4 separate regions of the Gossypium hirsutum genome follow, and regions 1, 2 and 3 are each linked to region 4. The links are chromatin contacts, called in public Hi-C maps. All regions are on one chromosome and are shown on one strand. Each heading gives the region's core, a stretch centred on a gene start, on an enhancer-like site or on the middle of the called end of the contact. The rest is flanking DNA. Distances are from core to core; before and after follow the strand shown.

Region 1 (3,495 bases), core at 306-2,805, 700 kb before region 4:
CTGAATTGAAAAAATGAAGGTATTTTTGTATCATGACAAGAAACTTCATCCATAAAGCACAATATATCACAACAGAAGCCAAAGTAAAAGCTTACTGTTTGTCAGCTAGAGATCCAACAATTGTCCCAAACAACATGGAAGAGCCAAAACCAGCAATAAAAAGCTGTCCGATCTCCCCTTTTCCAAATCCATATGTACTGTACAGATAGTAAACATATGGACCCTGAAGCCAGTCTCCAGCTATTGACACATAACCATTTATTAGAACAGCAAGCTAGAATATGCCCAATTACCACAATATAAGAATGTTAATCTTTCACAATTACCAGAAAAAATAACTACAGATACGATCATACCTCAGAACAAATGTCGTGCATTACACTAATGAAGCTACATGTTTATTATGCATATTAATCAAAGAAAGACTTGCTAAAGTGCTAACCTTTTTTTTTTTTCACGGCATTTTCAAATGCTAGCTTAACAGCAAATTTTGATACAATAAGTCAAATTACTGACCAGTTGCATCCCAAGGAGACAACTAGAAAGCGCCATCACTCCTTCTATTACCAAGAAACTAATTCAAGGGTTTAATGCAACTTTATTTAGCTTTCAGCTAGTTTTACTATCTAAGGAAAAAAATCTTAATGGGGCAGACTAAACTCGGCAGAAGTAGACTTTACTCAAGCTCCAAGAAAATAGACTTAATTCTCAATTTTTTTTTCAAGACCATCATCAATAAGAGGGCCTAGAACCCAAGCAATAGCGACCTGTCTCAGACCCACCGAAAAAAAAACCAAATCCATCGTCTCAACCAGAAAACAGAAACGGACTAAAAATCGACATACAACTTATAGGAAGTCATTTTCAAGTACTAATTCCTTGTCTTTTACAAGCTAAATCAAATGAATGAATCCCGTTTTCCATTTCCAAAGCAAATAGAAACAGTATTGTTCAAAGTAGTCATTAATGACAAGAACATTATCCACCAAAACGGGAAAAAATAACAAAAACTAGCAAATCTAGGAAATGGGTATCTAAATTCATTAAAAAAGTCCAACAATAGATCAGATCCATGTTAATGTAAAACAAAAAAAAAAAGTGAGATCCAAAGATAGAAATGGAAATCAGATCTGGGTAAAACGAAACGAGGGTAGTTAGTTACCCATCATGAGAGAGTAGACAAGAAGGTAATTGTTCTTGAAGGAATTGAAAGCAGGGGACGTGTTGGTTCGGTCCTTGCTGGTCTTGCTTAGCTCTAATGCGGCCACCACCGCTCCCAATGCCCCGAACACGACGAAGTAGAACAGCTCCATTGCTGCTGCCTGGCCCTCCAACGCAAATTACTAAGAGAGATATGAGATATACCCAGCAAGAAAAAATGATGGATATTGGGTTTCTATTTCCTGCACATGCCTCTGCTTCAGTGGCTTCTTTTTGGAGTGTCCTTAGTTGTTGTACATTTGATTTAATCATTAAAAAGAGTGAGGTACAATGACGAGTGCGTGGTGGGAGAACTTGTGAGGATGAGTAAATATTAGATGAAAACCGCGAAAGACGAGCTTTTAACATTTGGGTCACTTTTTAGGTGGACTTTTTGGTTTTAGGTCCGACACGTGGCGGGATTGGGTTGTCTCATATGAAGAGTAACAAGGAGGACATGTCGGTGGGTTAAGATCTATGGACAACGCGTCTTGGATCTTCAACGAGGATCAAATGAAGTGGGCCCCTTCTGTGGGCCCTTGGATCACATTGTGGGGTGAAGATATTTATTTTAGTATTTTTTTATAGATAACATAATTAAATTTTTATTAATAAAAAATAATAAATGTTGATATATAAAATTATTACCTAATAATATATCTCCATGCATTTTTGAAAAACATAATATTTTAGGTTTCACAAATCTTACATTATTTATGTAGATTGATACATTTCTAACTTTATATTGAATTATGGTTTCATTACTAGCTTTTATTGGATGTTTCATAGGTTCCTATTTTTCTAAAAGAATGACATTTTTTCTACAACTATTAGTTGTAGCTCTAGTATCTAATAAAGCATGTAAATAATATATTTTAAATTCTTTAAATTGAAGTGTAATTTCAATATATGTGTAATATTTCCTAGACTGGAAATTTGAAAATATAATTACATCACTTATTCCAAGTTTCATTTGTTGGATTATTATCGAAGTTTGTATTTCTTTCATTCTAGTGTTTCTAGAAAATACAGAGTTTCTACTTGGTTCTGTGGGAAAAATAGGAATTGAACTGTTTTCATTCTTATCGGTGTTGAAGATATAAAACTTCTACTTGGGTTTTCCTCATCTTCCTCTATTTGAGTATTTAAGGGTAAAACCAAATTATCATTTGTATTTGTTATAGCTGTATTTTTAAAATATAATTTATCACCGAACGACATATATTCTATTGTACTTACGGGTTTAGAAGTACTTGCACTACTTATCCTATCTATTATCCAATCTCTAGGTATTGATAAATCTCTTAAATGCAATAAGTAGATATGTAGTTTCTTGATCTTTTTTATCAGTATATCCACAAAATTCTATTTTTAGAATAAAAGTTAACTTTTTTAATAAATTTCTAGGAGTTTCAATCTAGTTGATTAACTGCCCTTTCTGTTCTCTTCCTTTTTCTGATTCTTCCCATCTTCTTAAGAATTGTAAAACATCTCCTTGAAATGTTCCAACAAAGTAGTTTAAAATTTTTTCTTTTGACCACATGTTGTTGTTAACAACTATAGTCATAGATTGTGCCCAATCATCTATGGTTTTTTCATAGTTTGCTATAGGAATATTAGTTAGATCTAAATATATTCCTCCTTGGGCAACATTTCTTTTGTTTAAATCATCTATTCTATGTGGGACTGGTTGAGTAGATGATTCTCCTAAATTCTAAAATTTTATTTCATTAGTAGCAATATTTTCAGTTTGATTACCAAAAATCCTACTTGTATTTTCAACTTGTAAATAGTTTTTATGAAAATATCTTAAATAATCATCTTTTTGAAGATCCGGCTCTATTTTTCTTTTTCCATGAGGATTATAATTTGTTTGATCAGTATCCATTGGTTTTGGTATTTCTATATTTTCTTCTTCATCTGTTGAAGTATTTTCTTCATCAGATTTGTAACTTGTAACATTTATGTCTTCTAAGTTTATAGAATTATCAGAATTATTAGAACTACTACTACTGTCTGTAGTGTCATAGTTTAACATATAATGATAATTAAATAATGTAAATAGATCTTTATGTTTATCATAGAGTTGTTCTATTAGTTTTAGATATTATATTCTTTCATTTTTATCAGAAGTCTTAGTAAATTTATTACATTTAACCATATCTTATATTTAGATATTTTATAAATTTCTTATTTAGAAATATAATTTTTATTAATTTTTTCTATCATTTCATCAGAAAAATCTTTTTCTTCTCCGATTATATTTCCTAATTTTATATCTTGTTGTTCATTTTT
Region 2 (3,598 bases), core at 984-3,483, 620 kb after region 4:
CCTTCTCTTAGAATAATAAAAGACATAATGACTTGTTTAACCTTCCAACCTTACATAAAAAGTCATTTTATCCCTCCATTAAAATTTTCACCTTTTTTAGATCTTGAACTTGCATTATTTGTCAAACCACTCCAAAATGGATAGAAAAGTTAACGACCGTTAAGTTTGCTAATGTGGCAGTCAATGTATATGTCATGATAGCAATTAATTGATTTTTTAAAAGTTAAAACATATTAATAAAAATTTTCTATATTTTAATTTTTAATAATTTCAATCATTTTTAATTTTAAAAAATATTTTAATAATTATTTTTGAATTTTTAAAATTTTAAAAAATAATCAACTGCTAATGTGGCATCCACGTGTGTGCCATGTTAACAGACTTTAACTTTTCCATTCATCTTATAGTAATTTGACAAATAATGTAAGTTTAAGAGTTAAAGGCGAAAAATTAAATGCAATGCTAAAATGACTATTTTTTAAATATAAAATTGGGGGTCCAAATAATACATTATGTTTAAAAAAATACTATGTAAATTAGTGTATCCGTGTTGTATCTTTGTATATGTTTTATTCAATAACATTTACTTAAACATATAATATAAAAAAATAATTGTGTTTTAGTTATTTGAGTTTTATCTTAATTGGTATTGACATTGTTGCTAGTGCAGGAAGTTGTGGGTTTGAGTCTGTTGAAGCGCATTAATTATTCTCCTAGTTAAGGGTTGAGGATGAGCTATAAGTAGTTTTATGCATTGTATAAAAAAGAACAGATATGATAAAAACCTATAATGAAATTAAAGTTTAAAAAATAATCGTGATTCATTAATTGTATTTAAAAATGTGATTTTTATTATTCAAAAGAATGTTATTTTTATGAAATTATTTTATTTTTATTAAAAGTTTTATACATATGATGATGAGTCCTAACTTATTAAATAATTTAAATAATTCAATAGCTTAAAAAATATAATAAACCAACAAGTAGGGGTATTTAAATGGTTAACCGAATTGAACTAGTATTAGCTGAATTAACTGAATTTTTGAATCTTTTAATCGTTAATTAAACCGAATTTTTTTCAAAAAAATTAACCGAACCAAAATATTTCAATTAATCGAATTAATCGAAATTTATATTTTTTGGTCAAAACAAGTATAAAACATATCAAAAAATAAATTATAATATTCATTTAACTGAATTATCCAAATTAAAACTACATGTAATTTGTATTATTAATTATTAAGTTCGGTTAATTCGATTAATTACCCGATTTCGAATTGAATTAACCGATAACTGAACTTTCAAAAAAATCATTAATCGACCTTCGTCCAAATTAGATCAATTAATCGACTGATTAACTAAATTAGATTGGTTTGATTGATTAATTTAGTTCTAATCAAAATTTAAACACTCTTACTAAAATTAATCGATTGATTAACTAAATTAAATTGATTTGATTAATTAATTTAGTTTTAATCGAAATTTAAACCCTCATTATAATAAGAAGAATATAAAACTTTTAAGGAAATAATATTAGCTGGAATTTTTAAAACGATACTATTAAAAAATAATTATAAACTTTTAAGTATAAACTGTAAAATTTACTTGTAAAAGATAAAAATATTATAATGAAAAGATGTACCAAACATATCTATCTTAGAAAATGATATAATAAGAGTTTAGTGAACGTTTCCTCCAATAATTGCTTTGATTTTCTTAAGCTTAGGGAAATTGAAGTGACAATAAAACTTAAGACAATCTTAAAATCAAAACCAAATCTTAAGTCAGATATATTTGTAAAATTAAAATTTTAAAAAGAAAAATAAAAAATGAGTTGTCGTCCAAATCAGGGTTACAACAGAGGCCAACTATCACTGCCGAATTAGATTTAGGAATCTAGACCCTGTCCCCATCTATATTTGCAGAAGTACCGTATTGACCCTAAACAGTACCCAGAATGCCCAGAATTTTATCTCAGCTTTTACGTGTCATTTTGGGATAGGTTCCATTCGTAAAGTGTATAGGCGGGCGTAGAGAGTATCGAGCACACAGGATTTAAACTCGTCCAGAAACTACGAGTGTCGCGCACAGACACAAGCGCGGGGGTAGCGCGTGAAAGGCGGATATCCCAAAACGGCAAAACCCGGTTTTGGGAGGTAGTGGGTCCCACACTGCATTAAGCTCTTGATTTCCTCTTTATATTAATTAAATATCATATTTACGGGGAAGACAAAGGGAGAAAAAAGAAGAGGAAGAAAATACCATCAAAATTGAAAATTAAAGGGAAAAAAAGACAGAGAGAATGAGAGATCGCTACAGTCTTCATTAGGGTTTATAAGATCGAGAGTTTTTTTCCTTTTCATTTGATATTAAACAAAGGATTAACGAGTTTGACTATTGATTTTCTCTCCCTTTTTCTTTGTAAAGTCAGCTTGCAGTATCTTCACAGCTTCCAACGATCCAACCACCATTATAATTAGTAGTGATTTTTTTTGGGGTTCTTTTAATCTAAAATAAAGAAAAAGAAAAGCTTTCATATATTTTATTATATACTTTGTCCTTTTTACTTCTTTGTACAGATCCCAACAGTTAAATAGAGAGAGAGAGAAGGATCTGATAACCTGTATCTGTTCCACTCTGTTCAAAAACACTGACCTTTGCCCACTGTCAAAATAAAAATAAAAAAGGTACTAGCTTTTTCTGGGTTTGGGTTCTTGTTTTTGTGCATTTATTTCTTACAGCCTGTTTATTTTCTTTACTTGCACTGGAAGATAGAGAGAGGGGAAAAAAAAGAGAAAGAGGTCAACTGGGTTTTTTCATGCCTTTGATTCTGGTTATTGCTACGTCATATGGTGTTTGAATAGTGTGAATGTGAAAGAGATAAGCTTTGCCTTTTTGTGTTTTTGGTTTTGCTTTTTCCTTTTCTCTGTGGGTCCTTTTCAATTTTGTCAAATATGCTGACAAACAATTGGTCAAGCATGATGCTGTGAAAATTTAGGGTTTTCATATTTGTCAGTGTTTCCATGGAGTTTTTTCAGGGATTTCCCTGGCTGAGACGCTGGACTTAGGTAAAGACATAAAAGAGAAGGTGTGAACTCGTTGTTTCTTATTATTATTATTACAAGATTAAAAGGTGGTCTCTCTTGTCCTGTTCCTCCACTGTTTTCTCTCTCTTAAACTGACTTTTTTTGAGAGAGAGAACGATATATTAGTTTTTTAGAGCAAGAGAGAGAGGTGTCATGCATGGGCGTTGACAAGGTAGACAGCCTTGTCATTCTGTATTTGTTGAGATGAAATTGTCAAAAAGGTTTTAGACTTTAGCTCAATCTGGGTATTGTTTTGTAAGGTCAAATTAATGGATAAGAAAGCGAAACAAAACTGAAGCACAACCTTGTGAAAGTGATAGTGACCGTTTCAATCAACATAGAAAAACAGACGCCATGAAATAATAGAGGGAGTGTGAGATTAAAAATAATTGGTTTCTGTCTCTTTTTTCCTAATTTAATGAGTTTTGGGGGTTTGATCAAGAGTAGTAGCAGCAGTGACAGTGGTAGTTCGGGTGCAAGGGTGGTTGTGGCTGATTTTGTTCCACAAAACA
Region 3 (3,701 bases), core at 640-3,139, 780 kb after region 4:
AATTTGGGCCTTTACAAGTTGTCTTTCCTTATTACTATTTGACCATGTAATACCGCTTAGTATCAGTTAAACATTAAACAACCAATGAGTAACATTTGCTTCCATTGTGCTTTGCATGCAAAAATCATGTGAGGATAATATACAAAGTATTAATGTATTTTATGAATAATTTTATTAACCAATCTGTTCAAAAAAATTACAATTGTACTTAGACAAAAATACTACACTTAGGCACCAGATCCAACAAGTTGTAGCATCCCGTAACTCGAACATGACAATCAGGTCAGGAAGAGGTGTTACATTTAGGATAATAATTAGGATTTGGGTGGCTATATATAGTGTGTCCCCCTTGTAACTCATTAATTCATTCATTCTCTTTTGAGTTAATAAAGTTCTCTTTAAGTTTCTCTCTTCAAGAATTTCTCTTGAGTTTTCTTTTAGAAGAGTTTTAACAATCTTTTTAGATTTTGAGAATCATCTTTAAGCTTTTCTTGCCAGTGTATCTTTCTTGGAGGAGAAATTAGAGTTGTTTGAAAAGAGGTTATGGATTCATATTGTTTCCAAGGGTCCTTAGAACTTCTACATGCCATCTTTATCTTCTTCTATCTTTCTTCTTGCTTTTCTTTAGTTTTCCATTCGATTCTTGTTTTTTTTCTAATCTAATCTTTGTTTGATTTATTTATAGGTCTTAATCAACAAAGAGAAGATGTTCTCCCATCATTATACATCAAGAAACACTAAAAAATAGGAGTTTTTTTCTTTTCTTGTTAATTTGAAATTTTTTTGTTGCAAAACAATTTTTGTTTGGCTTAATTCTTCATTCTAATAAACTGCTTTGTTGATTGTGTTTCAGATCTAGTTGGAGGCCTTCTTTTGGTTCAAGAATGGTTTCTTCTCCCCTAATAAACCCTATTATATTCATTCTTAGACTTCTTGGCTGCCTTTTCTTATTTTGTTCTTTGATTTTCTTTTTATTCAATTTAATCAAAACTAATCTGTTTTTTTTTTCATATCTGAATTCGCAACCTCTTTTTCACCAAGATCAGTCCAAAGCACTCTTATTTGCTTGGATCTTCATCATACTCTGCTAGCTGAATCATCTTGGGTTACTATCTTATGTTTTTTCATTCGGTTCTTTGCTTTATTGTTCATATTTGTTTATAATTCATTGTTTTCTTATCTTGACAACCCTAATTCGGCTAGAACTCATTAAGAATAAGTCTTTACATAGCCGAATTGGACTGTTTCTCAAGAACCCTTATCTGATTCGAATTTCTCGCTCTTTTTCTTTCTTAATTACTTGTTTTAGTTGTTGCCCTTTTAATTATTAGATCTAACTTGGATTGTTTGCATTTTCAGGTTGTGTCAACCTCCAGTTTTCTTCATTCCTTTAGATTCTTAAACAAAATCTATGACTTAGATAAATTTACGATCATGTTCCGCACGCATCCTTATCAGAATCTCAGGGATGAATACACCGATTTAAGTTAAGAAAATTTTAACTATTAACAAAGAGATGTATGAGTTATACACCAAAATATAAATAGATTATTTGGTAATGTAACATTATCTCTATTCTATTATTAATAAAATAAAATTTCTCTATCTTTTGAACACAATTCTTGCATTAAATTATATTAGTGTCATATATTATTATTTTTAATAATGATATTTAAATTCATTACTTATATTATTTTTATAACATTTAAAATATAAATTAATTTATATTTTTAATTATTAAATATTATAAATTATAAATTAATTTAATATATTTTTATTGATATATACAACTAGTTGCCACATGGTACGACTAAAACACCTAGTTTTAACAAAACAAAGAATATGAGTGTAGCTAATTCAGAAAAAAAAAAGAAAAAAAGAAAATGAGTGTAGCTCAGGTTAGGCCTGGATTATTAGATTTGCTTTAAACCCACAATGAAGGCACCCCTATTTTGGATCCAGTCGAGTCCATATCACATTCGGCTTCTGGTTAAGAGACTCCTGAAAAGAGTCCGCCAAGTAACAGACGCCTTCTTTTTCGTTAGTTTCAAAATCTGTGCCACTTGCCGCAGCTCAAAAACCCTAAACCCGGAATCAATCAATCTCATACAATGCTGGTGTTCTTCTCTTACACTCGCAACCTCCTCAAACCCAGAAGCTCGTCGCCTCTCCCTTTCACCTCCATAATGCACATGTCCCAGTCCACCTCTATCCCTAAAAAACAGGACAGAGTACGCGACCACGGTTTCGACAACTACATGGAAGCGGAGAAAAAGACCCGGAAAGTCCTCAAATTCCAATCTCTCATTCTTTCCCAGCCAAGTCAAACCTTGCCCATCTCTCGTTTCGACTCTCTCGCTCGTCGCCTTGGTCTCGGCTTCAAAGAAAACGAAGCCGCTGCTTATCTCCTTAAATTCCCCCACGTTTTCGAAATCTACGAGCACCCTGTTCTCAGAATCCTCTTTTGCAGGCTAACCCAGAAGGCCCATCTCCAAATTGAGCAAGAAAAACAAGCACTCCATGCCCAGTTACCTGATGCCGTCACCCGGTTAAGGAAGTTGGTTATGATGTCGAACACGGGCCGTTTGAGACTGGAACACGTTCGGATTGCCAGGAAAGAATTTGGGTTGCCTGATGATTTTGAGTACTCGGTAATTCTCAAATACCCTGAATTTTTTAGATTGTTTGATGCTCGAGATGCAAGGAATAAGTACATTGAGATTGTTGAAAGAGATCCCGAGTTAGCTATTTGTGCCATAGAGAAAGTTAGAGAGAGAGAGTACAGAGAAAAAGGACTTGACGCTGAGGATGTTAGGTTCTCATTTCTTGTTAACTTTCCACCTGGATTTAAGATTGGTAAGTATTACAGGATTGCAGTTTGGAAGTGGCAACGGGTTCCGTATTGGTCGCCTTATGAGAACGTATCTGGTTATGACTTGAGGTCATTGGAAGCTCTGAAGAGGATGGAAAAGAGGGCAGTGGCAACTATTCATGAGTTGTTGTCATTGACTGTGGAGAAGAAGATTTCTTTGGAGAGGATTGCGCATTTTAGGATGGCGATGAATTTGCCTAAAAAGTTGAAGGATTTTCTGCTTCAGCATCAGGGAATATTTTATGTTTCAACTAGGGGGAATTATGGGAAGCTTCATACAGTGTTTCTTAGGGAAGCTTATAGGAAGGGGGAGTTAATTGAGCCAAATGATTTGTATTTGGCGAGAAGGAAGTTGGGCGAGTTAGTTTTGCTAAGCTCTAGGAAGGCAAAGGTGGATAAGGAACTGGTTAGCTATAGGAGGGATACGGAAGTTGATGACATCGTGTGTGTTAGACCAGACTATATGGAAAATGACGTGAAAGATTTTGGGGTTGAATATGAAATAGAGCACGATGGAAGAAGGGAAGGATATAGTTTAGATTCTGATTTTGTTTCTGATGACATAGATGAGGCTGAAGATTTGGATGAAAAGGAGGATACTGTTTAAGTGAATGACAAGGCCTAAATTCTGTTAGTTCTTGTCATTGTTAATTTTGAAACAGTGAACTTATAATCAGCCAGACTTTACAATGGAAGACCACTCTTTGCATTCATTAACATTAAGAGGACATTTTGGATTAAGGATAGTTTTTTGGATCTGGAGAGTGTCAATGGATTTCTTTGTTGTTGGTGGAAGTAGCATTTCTATGTTAATGGACTATTGAAGAAG
Region 4 (3,351 bases), core at 570-3,069:
GATTAAATTAAAGATGTGTTTAGATTATCTACTAATATAAGTTGTCTTTTCGAATTACGATCCGACCACGTAATTTCATTTAATATTAGTTTAAACATTAGATAATCAATGATTCAATATTTGCTTTCATTTTGCTTTGTGTGAAAAAAATGTTAAGGACATTATACAAAACATATCAATAATAGTGATGAATTTTTATTAAACCAATTTGTTCGAAAAATTACAAATATATAGACGGAATCACTACAATTAGGGCACTAAATCCAAACATAACATTCTACCAATTTTTTTAAAAATAAAAAATAGAATATTTAGTAGAATTTTTTTACATATATATATTTTAAAATATTGCGGTAATAACTTCGAATTAATTTCATCAATGTTTCTTTCATCGTGTAGAGAAGGATTTATTGATACTTACTAATAATAAAATATCGTTTCCTAAATTGAGTGAATTCATGTGTTTTGCTTTCTATAAAAAAACAATTTTTTAGTATTTTCCGAGACATCAGGAGATACAGAAAATTATTGTACTTTAAAAACTTAATTCACTCAAAAAATATAAGTGATTTATTTCAAGGGATCACAATTAAACATGAGATTTCCAACATTTGAATTTTGAATTTTTTTTTGACAACTGTGTAATTATAAATGTACCAATTTTGGATATGGTAGGGATGCTATAACTTGCTCTACGCGGAACCAACTCTCCATTTTTTTTTTTAGATTTTAACGTAGACTTTAAAATTATCAGTTTTAAAGAGGTTTTGAAATTTCTTTTTGAAAAAGTCACCGTTCACACCTAGCAAAAAAAAAAAAATTTTTGTGTTTTTCTTAAAGCTCAAAGTTTCATATTTTAATAAAATCGTTAACCTGATTTATTAATTTTTTAATTATTAACAGAAAATTGGTGGCTGCAGTTCTCTTAATCTGTGTTAGCGTTAATATTGCTTTTGTTTAATAAGTAAATCTTATGTTATTAGTGTTTGATCTGTTTTTGTTTCGAAATTGTATTCCAAAACTTGTTTTTTAATTCTTGTACTGCTTGTTGTACTGTTAATTTGCTTGGTTAAAAATTTAGGTCCTCTTTACGAAGTGTTCACACGCTTAAAACGGATCTACTCCAATAATAGGTTTTAAATTAGACCCGAAATGAATCTGAGCTTGAAAAATGAATTGGGATTCAAATTTAAAATTGATCAAGTAACCATTAGGCCTTAACAAACTGGGCCAAAGAAAATAAAAATCAAGTTCAATTTTGAACAATAAATGGCCCAATTCCAAGTATAGAAAATCTAAATAATCTCATAATTCAATAAAATCAAAGCTCAAAAAACTCGAAATTGTCTAGGCGGACATAATTTGTTGTTAACACTAATCATTTCCAGCTCTATCTTTTGACAAAAGCCTTCAATGTTCTTCGACACCATTTATTGTTGTCAGCTTTTAGATTGTCCACTATTTCACCAAAAATATGTTCAATTCGAAGGGAAAAAACAGGACCAATAAGCAACAAAGAGCGAACCCCCCCCAAAAAAATCATATTTAAAGTGGAATAAAAACATAACCCAAAATGACATCATCTCACGATATATCATAAGCCGCCTTGGGGGTCAACGAATGAGGTCTAGCCACGTTAGCTGCGAGCTCGCGTCGCCACTTTGCTATCTAACATCGACTTCGTTGTGCTATCAAGGGAAGGACACGTGTCCTCCTTGTGATACAACACATTCGGTGACGTAGGGCAAAATTACCGGTGCAGCCGGTAACTCCCTCTCTACCGTTCCCGCTAGGTATATAAGCAGACTTCTTGAAAACTCTCACTGAACTTTTTTTTCCCCAAATCAAGTCATTTAAAAAAAAAAAAACCAAAAACAGTAAAAAGTAACGTTTGCCTTTTCTATTGCGATTTTGAGGTAGTAGCTTCTCTCTTTTTCTTTAAGCAGTAATTTATTCTTCATTTTTTGTTAATAGTGTAAATCATATCATGAGTTCCAACTTTCTTTGATCGATCACTAAAAGCAGGAAAATTTACCGGTTTTTCATTTTCTTTTTTAATTTGAAGTGATTACTGCTGTTTAAGTTGCTATGAAGTTTTAATTATGGTTAATCTGTTGCTCCGAACTTTATTTTTGTAATTGGAATTCAATTACACTGAATTTTTAATGCGTGTAATCTATTTGATACTCAAGTTTAATTAGAATTTAATTAGTAGTTCGTTTCGTGATGTAGGTCTCGTGATTGCTGATATGTTCTTTTAAGGTAGAAGGGTTTTAGGTTTTCAGTTATACATTCTTGGCTTAGTGACTTGGGTCCAAAAATTAGGGTTTTTATTCAGGGGGTGTGTGGCTTTGGGAAGGGGGAGTTCAGGAAGTTCGTTTCCTTAAAATTGTGGAGATTAGGCTTGGAAAGCTTAGTGGATTTTTTTTTTTTTGTGTTTTCATTCTTGATTGATTTTGTCTTAGTGGAATAACGTTTGAAACGTTGTAACTTTGTTCTCTTGAAGCATGTGCAATTCGGATTCTAATTATTATCTGGTTTTTCTAGTATACATTGCTTTTAGATCTCTGCCAAATTGTTGAGGGCGCATTTGTTATCAGAAAGGCCTGGCTCTGGACAGCTATTTAAACTCCAGCCACCAGGGGGCAGTACATTCAATGGCACCTTCACGAGTAGCTGGAGGGTTAACTCAATCTTCCTCAAGTTCTGGAATTTTCTTCCAAGGAGATGGACAGTCCCAGGTTGTAGTTAACACTCGCTTGTGCTCACCTTATGAGAACTCATCTAATTTAATTCCTGGAACTGGGCATCCTAATCTGGCTCCTGTTTCGGGGGACATGAACAGTGCTGTCTTGAACAATGTGGCGAACTCAGGACCTAGTGTTGGGGCAAGTTCTTTTGTCAAAGATGCAAATTTGGCATTTTCAAGAGGTCCCCATTTGCAGAGAAGTGCTAGCATAAATGCAGATTCATATATGCGCCTGCCAGCATCGCCCATGTCGTTTTCTTCCAACAATATAAACATGTCAGGTTCATCGGTCATTGGTGGATCCTCTATTGGCCAGCGTGGCTCACATCAAGACCCCAGTGTCCAACAAATGCAGCAGAGTCAGCAGCTGCAGCAAGGGGCCTCAAGTGCTTCATCTTTGCCCATTTCACAAACTGGGCAAGTTTCACTTACTCTGGGTCCACGAGGCCCAGGGACTTTTGTGCAAGACCCTAATATTGTATCCCAGGTGCAGAAAAAAACTCGAGTAGATGTCAAGCAAGAAGACATTCTGCAGCAGCAGGTGTTGCAACAACTTCTGCAAAGACAGGATTCCATGCAGTTGCCAGGTCAAAACCCTCAAT

The links. A called contact is a pair of places that touch in the nucleus more often than the background predicts.
Region 1: a contact with region 4 is called in a Hi-C map of hypocotyl, with 3 times the contacts expected there. The contact joins the promoter of LOC107920342 here to the promoter of LOC121203502 in region 4. A contact is called at or near these places in 4 of 34 Hi-C or Micro-C datasets (hypocotyl and leaf).
Region 2: a Hi-C map of leaf shows a contact between it and region 4, with 1.7 times the contacts expected there. The contact joins the promoter of LOC107952707 here to the promoter of LOC121203502 in region 4. A contact is called at or near these places in 5 of 34 Hi-C or Micro-C datasets (callus and leaf).
Region 3: a Hi-C map of hypocotyl shows a contact between it and region 4, with 3 times the contacts expected there. The contact joins the promoter of LOC107917531 here to the promoter of LOC121203502 in region 4. A contact is called at or near these places in 3 of 34 Hi-C or Micro-C datasets (hypocotyl and leaf).

Annotation. Positions count from the first base shown.
Region 1 is chrD08:34,099,541-34,103,035 of Gossypium_hirsutum_v2.1, forward strand. LOC107920342 (molybdate-anion transporter) reads right to left here and starts at 1,556. Exons shown (of 8, transcript XM_016850007.2): 1 at 1,163-1,556; 2 at 96-240. The coding sequence starts at 1,313.
Region 2 is chrD08:35,414,385-35,417,982 of Gossypium_hirsutum_v2.1, forward strand. LOC107952707 (homeobox-leucine zipper protein ANTHOCYANINLESS 2) reads left to right here and starts at 2,234. Exons shown (of 9, transcript XM_016887869.2): 1 at 2,234-2,687.
Region 3 is chrD08:35,575,205-35,578,905 of Gossypium_hirsutum_v2.1, forward strand. LOC107917531 (protein ROOT PRIMORDIUM DEFECTIVE 1) reads left to right here and starts at 1,890. Exons shown (of 4, transcript XM_016846873.2): 1 at 1,890-3,701. The coding sequence starts at 2,112. The coding sequence ends at 3,479.
Region 4 is chrD08:34,799,581-34,802,931 of Gossypium_hirsutum_v2.1, forward strand. LOC121203502 (probable transcriptional regulator SLK2) reads left to right here and starts at 1,820. Exons shown (of 10, transcript XM_041100130.1): 1 at 1,820-1,916; 2 at 2,548-3,351. The coding sequence starts at 2,658.